2 separate regions of the Gossypium arboreum genome follow, and region 1 is linked to region 2. The links are chromatin contacts, called in public Hi-C maps. All regions are on one chromosome and are shown on one strand. The core of a region is the stretch at or near the end of the contact, and the rest is flanking DNA. Distances in the headings are between cores, read along the strand shown. Region 1 holds the start of LOC108484348 (probable acyl-[acyl-carrier-protein]--UDP-N-acetylglucosamine O-acyltransferase, mitochondrial). Region 2 holds the start of LOC108485526.

The links. A called contact is a pair of places that touch in the nucleus more often than the background predicts.
Region 1: a contact with region 2 is called in a Hi-C map of leaf, with 2.9 times the contacts expected there. The contact joins the promoter of LOC108484348 here to the promoter of LOC108485526 in region 2. A contact is called at or near these places in 2 of 5 Hi-C or Micro-C datasets (both in leaf).

The regions. Positions count from the first base shown.
Region 1 is chr6:125,253,492-125,258,717 of ASM2569848v2, forward strand. LOC108484348 (probable acyl-[acyl-carrier-protein]--UDP-N-acetylglucosamine O-acyltransferase, mitochondrial) reads right to left here and starts at 2,560. Exons shown (of 12, transcript XR_001871238.2): 1 at 2,233-2,560; 2 at 2,062-2,141; 3 at 1,574-1,698; 4 at 1,364-1,472; 5 at 1,112-1,204; 6 at 885-1,001; 7 at 707-790; 8 at 430-534.
Region 2 is chr6:125,044,065-125,049,134 of ASM2569848v2, forward strand. LOC108485526 reads left to right here and starts at 3,121. Exons shown (of 2, transcript XM_017789376.2): 1 at 3,121-3,603; 2 at 3,704-5,007. The coding sequence starts at 3,287. The coding sequence ends at 4,994.

The DNA of each region.
Region 1 (5,226 bases), core at 1,310-3,809, 210 kb after region 2:
TGGATAAGTTATCTTACAATTTCTGTCATTTCTAAATGTTTGCCTTGGAGTGTCAACTCCATAAGATACGCTTTGGAGAAAGGCATACCATAATATTGCCTTCCGGCCTACAGCAGTCAGTCTTGTGGCAAATATCAAACATCTTCATAGGACGGTGAAAACATACACAACTCAAGAAATGAAGGCAGGAATACAAACCGAAGTAAATGCAACTTAGAATAGTTTTCAGAAAATCAGGCTGCACAAAATGCAGGTAGCTAAAAACCTCAAGCAAAATCCAGATGACAATGATATGAGATTTTAATTGGTGGAAGACTACATCAACAAATAAAGGAACCTTTTCAACTAATGTCTTATCTATCTTACACTAGTATTATGATAGAACTAAACTATAAGCCATCATAATAAAAGTTGAATTTTTCCAACAACCTCTGTGACTTGGAATCCACAACGCCGAAGACCCTCGAAATTCAAACCACGAAGCTCAGCTCTATCTCCAGAAACCATCATGTACTTTGGGACATCTTGCGAAACCTTCATGCATAGAAATGAATAGGAAACATGGTTCAATTCTTTTTGTAAATGCAAAAAAAAAAAAAGTGTAAAAGTCTTCGGCACAATGATTGAACTGTCCTATAGGTGGACTATGCTACTAGTTGGCTTAATTAGCATCTTTTTGCAGTGTAGGTCATTTATGCAATCATACCACAGATCCACCACCAATGAAAGAAAATGAGCCAATATGACAAAATTGATGAACAACAGTTGCTCCTCCAGTGTGCACATAGTCCTACATTGTAGCACTTGAATCAAGTTCTAAGCAGAGACTGCTGTCTACAAGAGAAGCACGCAGAATGACTCCAACAAACATTAAGAAGACTCACCTCCACGATGACATGTCCTGCCAGGAGACTGGAATTAGCACATATATTATTGTTACCAATTTTGCAGTCATGCGCGATATGACAAGACCCCATGATGAGATTGTTATCACCAATAACCTGATAAGACAGCTAGTTAAGAAAGGGAAGAAAAGGACTAGAGAATATACACATGTTTCTTACTATGATATAAGAAAACAAATATGTGGTTATTTTATATTCTTATTTACCGTTCTATCACATGACTTTGAAGATCGGTGGATTGAAGTAAATTCTCTGATCTCATTGTTGTCCCCAATATCAAGAAAACATTCATCCCCTAACTAATACCACAGAAATACAAGGACAAGATCATATTTTTTGCAAAAGTTTAACATTTGAAGCATAGTGCATCAATGCTGTCAATATGTACATTTGAGATACTTCTAGTCATTAGCAGCATGCAATTGATTATGCACCAAAAGCATAATAAGATAAGTTACCTTGTACTTCATGTCTTGGCATTTAATACCAACCACGGCATGATGCCCGATGATGTTATTGCATCCTATTACAGTACGCCCAGGAAGATCATCACCGACCACCGCACCACTGCCTGATAAAGTTTAGTACTTACATAAATTACAACATAGAATATATATTTCTAACAGAACCTTATAAAGAAGATGAAAAAGCAGCCAAATAAAACTCACGTCATCAAAACGCAGTGGCTCCCCAATTTTGTATTCCCAAAAATATGGCTGGAAGGATGCATTTGACACCCATTTCCTAGTTTTGCCGAAGGACCAATTGTACATAAAGGACCTACTGAAACACCCTGTGCCATCAATTTCGAAATTTTAGTGAATCTATAGACTATAGCTAAATGAAAAGGCAATTAGAGAACTATATCTCTTTATTACACCAATAAATTAAGCTGCTTTGAAGTAAAAAAAAAAAAAGCTTTGTAAGTTTTACCCTTATTTATTCTTCTGGGTTGATTTAATCTTGGTATCAAAAGACAATTCAACAAGAACCATTGGTAAAGGAGCAAATTGATTGACAGGGAAAAGCCAACAAAGAACTTAGCTTTAACAGTCAAAACAAATCACAGATTTCTGATACATGAACACCAGTGCCTCTTAAGAGAAAAGAAAGCGGCAGCTATTAAACAAAGAAGAGAGAGTAGAAAACAAAGCACCTGGCCAATCACAGCATTGGGATGAACAATTGCAGTTGGGTGTATAAAGCTCGTCCCCTCCTTTTTCTCTTCGAAAACATCTGTTTCACAATCACATAGAGAGAAGAAGCCCACTTAACAAGTCGTTCAATCTTCATATTATGATATATTAAAGAGAGAGGAAGGGTTTACAGTGGAGAGTTGTAGAGAGGCGTTGCAAAGATAGTGAAGTAAGAGAAGGACTTAAAGGCCTTCGAAACTTGAGCAGCGAATTCATAGATTGTCGCTCTCAGTCTTTGGCAATAGCTGATATTTTTCCGACCTTTTCTGTTTTTTGAACTTCTAACAGAGCTGAAAGTTCGAAGGTTTAGGCTTCAGCCGCTATGTTGTTGCCTGCTTTGTGAAAGAGGTTTGACCTGTCTTGTCTTCTTCATCCCAGATTTTATCCGTTTGTAGCGTACTATTTTACTCGCATTAAAACTACACGGTTCGTTTGTCCGACTGGACGCTTGATGTATGAAGGAGATCCACATTTGACCTCAAAGAACTCGGTTATTGAGGCCCAGGAATTCTCTAACTAAGGCCCACACGAGGCCCAGTAATTGATAAAATTCAATTCATTAAATTCTACCAAAAATATGATTTTATTATGTTCTGTATTTATTTATGATATAAAATGGTGAATTTGCATCAATGATCTTCGAAATCGACCGAAGATTAGGAATTAGTTGGGTGTCTATCCGAAGAATGACATTGAACCGTTTGGATCGAGAATCAATATGTCGTTTGAACTGACAATTGAACTGAGTTTTATTTTTTTAAAATATTTTTTATTGTTTTTATTTTTTTTATAATTTTTTTTATCAAATTAGTTAGACCGATCGAACTAACGAACCAATAGTCTGACCAATTTAACTATTGCTTTAGTTCTAGAAACATTAGTTTGCATTTAAGATTCTAAGTCAAATAATATACTTTATGAAATATTAAAGGTGTGGTAAGATGTGTTGGGTCCATAAATTTTATGAAAGAAATTTATTTGTAAAGTGATTTTCATAATTTTGAGGTGAATTTTCATTTGGAAAAATAAATATTAGAATTTTTTAATTTTCATTTAAAAGAAGTATTTTTTTATTATTTAAATTCTCTTTTCAAATTTTAAGGTGGAATTTGTGCTTTGTTGATAGAGAGTTTCAATAAGGAATGAGATAAGGAAAAAGTAGTGGTGACAAGAGGGTTAGTTCACCTGTGACATGTCATGAATTGTCGGTCAAACCTCGTGACCAATACGTATAGAACACCCCATAGAATTCAACTTATTAAATGAGGCTTATTTAACCCATATGAATTGTCCCGATTTATGGAACTCATGGAGAAACCCATCTTGAAACACTCTAGTAAAACTAGAGTTATCAGGGTAAATAGTGTAAATCCTAAAAGGATAAGATTGTATAGAGTTTAAATCCCTTAGGTATCTTAATTGTAGATAGGAAGTAATCTTAGCCGTTGATGTAAATCGATTTGTACCGTTAAAGTCAGGGGAGTTCAACTATAAATAAAGATCTCCCCCTTCATTTGTAATCATTTTATTCTTTCTTAGTTAAAGAATATTGAGAGCATTTACTCAACCACTTGGTGTGCATTATTTTTTTATGTGGCTATTCTGCTCTTTCAAATTTCTTTTGTCTTTGAGATTGCTTCCACTATATTTTTAGTGCCTCAGAGGAATTCTGCAAGAATCCTTACTTTGCGAGAGTTAGTTGACTTATGTGCATTTGAAGCGAATGGATCACTTAAGGTTGTGCGGATTACGAGACAAAATGTCTAGCCCTGTGACAGTTAGTACCAAAGCTAATATCCCAAAGGCATTGTTTGAGATGTCAAAAGAAGTTGTTGATCAGAATGAGTCAATGGAGACCCGTGGAAGGGTCAGGAAAATAAGTCGATCGAGGGATATGTTGTCGGCTTTAGATGGTAGAGTGGCCAAACTTGACGGCTCTATCGGTGATATGAAGGAGACCCTCAAGGAAGTTGCTGGGTGTACTACAAAATTGGAAACGAGGCATGATTAGTTCAATGACCAAGTAGCAGAAGCCTTCAGTGACAATATGGATGCGATGCAAAAGATCCTAAATACTGTCGTAGGTGAGGTAACTAAGAAAAATGATGCTCTCGAGGCTATGGTGTCAACCTTGAAAGAACAAATTAAGGAGCTCAAGAGGGAGCTCAAATTTGCAAAGCTGCTTTGGGTAATAGGGTATTGGTTGCGACACTTATGCCTAAGATAGATATCTCAAAGCCGAAAAAGTTCAATGGGACGAGGTCCAAAAAGGATGTAGACAATTTCTTGTGGGGGATGGTATAACACCCCTTACCCATAGTCGACGCTGGAACAGGGTACGAGACATTACCGGACTTACCACACAAACAAGCATACAATTCCAAGTCATAAATTTGCGTCCAAATTAAAATCATTCACATTCAATCATAAAGTCCCTAGCACGAGCCTACGAGGCCCGAAACATGCTTTGGAAGTGGTCCGAGACCAAACCGAGTATTTAGGGAATTTTTACAAAACTTAAAAAAAATTTACCCTAAATAGGGGTCACATGCCCGTGTGGTTTGGGACACAGGCAGGCCGTGTGGCTGCACACGCCCATGTCCCAACCCCGTGTAACTCACTGACTTGTAACCCATGAACAAATTGAAGTCACACGGTCAAGTCACATGGTCAAGTTACACGCCCGTGTGCTAGGCCGTGTGGAAAATTAATTTTCATAAAATAGGTGCAGACTTCACACGACCAGGGCACACGCCCGTGTTCAAGGCCGTGTCGTCTATACGACTAAGACATATGCCCTTGTCTCTACCCGTGTGCTCAATTCTGAGCATTCTGTTTCTCAAAATTAAGGTGCAGGGGACACACGGCCAGAACTCATGCCCATGGGTCAGACCGTGTGTCACACACGGCCTAGACACACGCCCGTGTGTCTACCCGTGTGGACAAAATAAGGGCTGTTTACCAAGCCATTAACCACCCTTTTTCACACATGCACTTACACCAATTTAAAGGCACAAAACATGGCATACTTAGGCAACCAAACATCCACAATCATGGCTAAATCATATCAATACAATACTATCCACTATCGTACTCACAACATTTATCATGTCCCAAATTAACCA
Region 2 (5,070 bases), core at 1,871-4,370:
AGATTATTTTCCCTAACAGGTGTACTCAATCGTTAAGTTAGTCCCAAAGTGATACAAGATAATAATCATCTTAGTTGAGCTCATCAATTCAAGTATTTCCATTCTTTTTTCTCATTTTAACCCCATTGAATTTTTTGGAATCTCGATGGATATCCCATTTATTGTCAAATCATGCAAGTGATCATTTCAAGTACGCACTCCCGCAAAACTCGCTCTTACGGTGGGATTACCAGTCCAGGCTAAATCCCCTGCAATGACAATTACTCTCATGAGCTCGAATTTGAATTATCAGTCCAGGCTAAATGCAGATCCTAATTCGGATTACCTGTCCGGGCTAAATCCATAATGCACACATATTCTTCGGGAGGCTAGATCACCTTAAGAACACCCGTCCGGGCTAGATCCTTTTACCGTCAATTCATTTTCGAGAAATCCATCAGATATCCTTTTTATTCAACTGGGACATTTTATCATCTTTTTATTAATACAACATTTTTCATAAATTATTTCACAATGAATAAGACAATTATATTACAATTAATAGCATACATTTTAATGTATTTTAAAGTGTACATTCAAGTTATACGAACTTACCTAGTAATCGTTTTGGATTCGTATTTCAGTTACTCCAAAACCATTTTCCTTCCACTGTCGACCTCCGGGATTGGTCTCTTAGGGTCTATATAAGCAAAAATAAATTTTTAATACATTACATTATTCATTTTTGGCCTAAAACTCAACCTAAGGCGAAATGACCATTTTGCCCCTAACCTTTCACACTTTTTTACAACTTAGTCCTAAGACTCGTATAATGAAATGCATGTAATTTCTTGGATACCCAAACCTAGCCAAATGTTTTCATACTTATAGCAGCCCATATTTTCCTTCATTTCACATTCTTCTACCCATTTTTACAACCTTTACAAAATGGTCCTTTTAGCCATTTCCATGAAAACTACTTAGTAAAAGTTGTTTACCACTCTTCAAACTCTCATATTCCTCTATAAATAATCAAAACACAAGCATCTCATGCATGGGTAAATTTTTAAACACGAATCCTAGCTTGAAATATGGGTAGAAATAGAGAGAGCACGATACGAGGATTTCAAAATACAAAGAACAGTAAAACGAGGCTAGGGAGCACTTACTATTGATCTTGGAAATGTTGAAAACCCTAGCTATGGAGAACATACAAATTTTGGCAGCTATGGGGAAGAAGATGGCTGATTTTAGCTTTCATTTTCCCTTTTTATTAATTTTATTACCAAAAGACCAAAATGCCCCTCTTTACCAAACTTTCAAATTTTTCCATGCATGCCCATTTTTGTCCAAAAACTTAAAAATTGAGAAAATTTCTATTTAAGACCTCCTAACTAATATTCCAAATCAATTTCATACAAATTGCTTCTAGAACCCAAGTTTTACAATTTATTCAATTTGGTCCTTAATTTCCAATTGGACACCTTATACTTAGAATTTCTTCATGAAACTTTAACGCATGCTTATTTTCATATCCTAGGCATCATAATAATCATAAAACAAATATTTTAACGTCAGATTTGTGGTCTCAAAACCAATATTCTGACTAGGCCAAATTTTGGGATGTTATAGGGAGATTGGATCAACACATCAAACCACACTATCCAACTCACTCTGGTAGTTTTTGCAATGTATATTATGGTTTATATGGCATCTATAGGGTTGATTTGGAAATTAAATAGTTTTAGACATGGTTGTGAGTGATATATGCTTGTATGTATGTAATTAGTAGTAGATTTTGATAAATAAATGAGATGGATTAAATAAGTAAGTTTAAGTATTTGAGTATTTGTGATGTTATGTCATGCTTAAAACATGATTTTGGCTTGTGTTGATTGCTTGTTTGGGATGTATTGATATATTAAAATGTTGTGTATAGGTTGACATCAAAATGGGTGAGAAAAGTGGCCATGAAATGGCCTATTTTCATCCACACAGGTAGAGACACGGGCGTGTCTCAGCCGTGTTTGAAACACGACCTAACACATGGCGTGAGTTCCCGCCGTGTGTCCCCTACATCTTTAAAATTGAGAAACAAAATGTCCAGGTTTTTGCACTCGGTCTAGCACATGGGCGTGTGGTTTGGCTATGTGACCCGTGCACCTTAATTCTACAAGTTAGTATGTTCACATGGCCTAGCACACTGGCGTGTGGCTTGGCCGTGTGACCCAAGTTAGAGAGTTACACGAGCTGGGACACGACTGTGTGCCTCACATCAAATGCCCACACGGCCTAAGACACATGCCATCACTGACAATGGATAAGGGTTAAGGGTGTTACATACCATCACTGAATAATAATATGACATTTCATCGTTAAATAAAATAAAAAAATAATTGAAGACTTATAAATAAACACGAATAACTTTATCTAAACATTATTAAATAATTAATTATAAATAAATACTAACACTCGAATCGAAGACCTTAAACCTTATACACGACTCTAAATCTTAATCCCTTAAATTCAAGATCTTAAATTTGAGAGTTATTAATATTTATTTATAATAATTATATTTAATATTTAATTATATTTAAATAAAATTTTTAGTATTTATTTATATATTTTATATTTTATTTAATTTCTTGATAATGTATTATATTATTTATTGATGGTGAACACTTACGTCAAACAGTTTTTGCGTAGATATTAACAATCTTTTCTATTTTCCATGTTAATGTCAAGTAAAGTTGAAATTTGTAACTCAAATTAAATTTGTTCAAAGCGGTTAATCGAATATTTTAATCATTTAACAATTAACTGAATTAAAAAATTTTAAAATAAAATTAATCGAATCGAAATTTATATGTTTTTACTTTTTTAGTTAAAATAAGTATAAAACATATAAAATATATATTCATTTAACTGAATTAACCAAATTAAAACTACATATAATTTGTATTATTAATTATTAAATTTGGTTAATTCAATTAATTTGATTAATTATCCGATTTGAATTGAATTATCCAATAACTAAAATTTAAAAAATTATTAACCGACTTTCAACCGAATTAAAATAATTAACAAACTAATTAACTAAATTAAATTAATTCAATTGATTAATTCAATCTTTACCGAAATTTACTCAAACCCACCATTCATGAAAGGTTAGCGTATAGCACATGCTTCGCATTTGTGCTTTCGAGTCTCTTCCCATGGCGTCGCCATGTGACCTGTTGCCTTTGGGTCTCAGTCCACGCCTACAAAAAGGAAAAGCCCACCCGGCCTGCATGTACCCAGTTACTCTATGCCACGTCTCATACACTTTCTATCTATTTTATTTTCAGATGAAACCAGAAGAGGTTTTCCCGCGCTTTCCCTCCTAGAAGACGGAGGAAGCCAGCAAAAAATGGAGGCATGGGTTCCGTTGTTCGACATTTTCATGAATAGCCCTACACCTGAAATCGAAGCATCTCTTTGGCTGCAACAATGTTTCAATGCGACAACATTATCATCTTCAACAACAACTCCAATCACCGCAAGCTCTTTCCTTTCTTTGCTTACCAAACCCTGCAATCTCTTTGTCGATGACTCATCTTTTTCTTCACCTCTCACACCAAAAAGGTAAACCCATAAACTTAAGGCAGGAAAGAAACTTTCTTTGTTTTTTTCTTTTCAGATTTAGTGACTGATGAGTTTGATATTTTTTTTTATTTTGCTTAAGGATAATGTTTATAGAGACTCTACCAGGTATGGTTCAGTCAAGGGTACTTTCATTTCTTGCTTTGGAGAATGAGAGGTTTAATGGGAAGGAATTATCTAAGCTCGCACGCAGTTTGTTGACTGAAAGTCAAGGGCTTGATTTTTGGGTCAAGAAAGCAGCACGGGATCTGCTCGACAGAGTGTCTGAACCAAATCATGTTAATAAGTGGATTTCTGGTTTTAGTCTGGAATCTGGCGAAGAAGTAATCGGCCAAGAGTTTGAGTCCTTACCGGATTGGCTCAAGGACGTGGCTGCTGGTAATGATCCACTTCTCTATTGGCTTCCTTTATCTGCAGCTGATTGTGGTCCTCGTTTTTATGATGATAGCTTGGAAAATGATGAGAGTTTGTTCAGTCAAGTTGAGGAAAATGGAGAAAATGGTTTGAAAGAAGTTGGGGACGAAATTGAGATGGATCGGGTTCTGAATGTGCCTTTAGAACCTGAAATTGAAAATATGGCTGCTAGTTTGAGAGACAGGGTTATAAACTTAGAATCTAGTTTCAAAGCTGTAGCATTAGCAAATGAAATTCGTGAACTTTGCTTGGATAAAGGAATGGATCCTTTTCAAGTTCTGTGTCTGATTGAGCCTTGGAAAGCCGAGGATGAGGCTGCTTCGGTGCTAATTTCTCATCTTTCAAGTGGGGATGAAGATGAGCTTGCTTGGCCAAGTCAGGTTCTCTGCTCAATTGTGCTTCCTAAGTTCTTGGTTCTAGAAGAGCCAGCCTCACGTCTGCTACTGACTTCAACGATTGAGTACTGCAAGCTCCATCAGAGGGCTGCGGTGCACGCATTATTGTTTCCACTTGTACTACGAAAGGAAGGTATCAATAACCCCATCTGTGATGTGATTACTAGGATTCTGAGGGAATGCCTGCACCCGGCTCATGTTTCTGCCTTCTGCCAGACACTTCTTTGCGGAGGAGAGGAGGAGAAGAGATTCATTTTACTCCCATGTCATGAATACCATGTCTCGAAGGAATTGGTATGGACGGATTCATTGTTTAACCTCTTCCACAACATTTTAAATCATAATGTTCATTTAACTCAGGAGTCAGTTGATCGTCTTGTGTACCATGTTAGGAACATAGCCGAAAGATTTTCCAAATCTTTGAAATTTGGAAACTTCGTGTTATATCTGGTCACTAAATGTTCTTCACAACTTAATTCACATAAGAACGTACTGACTGAAGCGGTTGAGTCCACGAATACTCTTGTTACGAAATCCATTTTATTAAGAATAGCTAGCTTATAATTATTGTGTTTAATCTCTCTTTTTAATGTTTATTCTAGCTGAAATTTGAAATATTGATCGATACAAGCTGAACTTT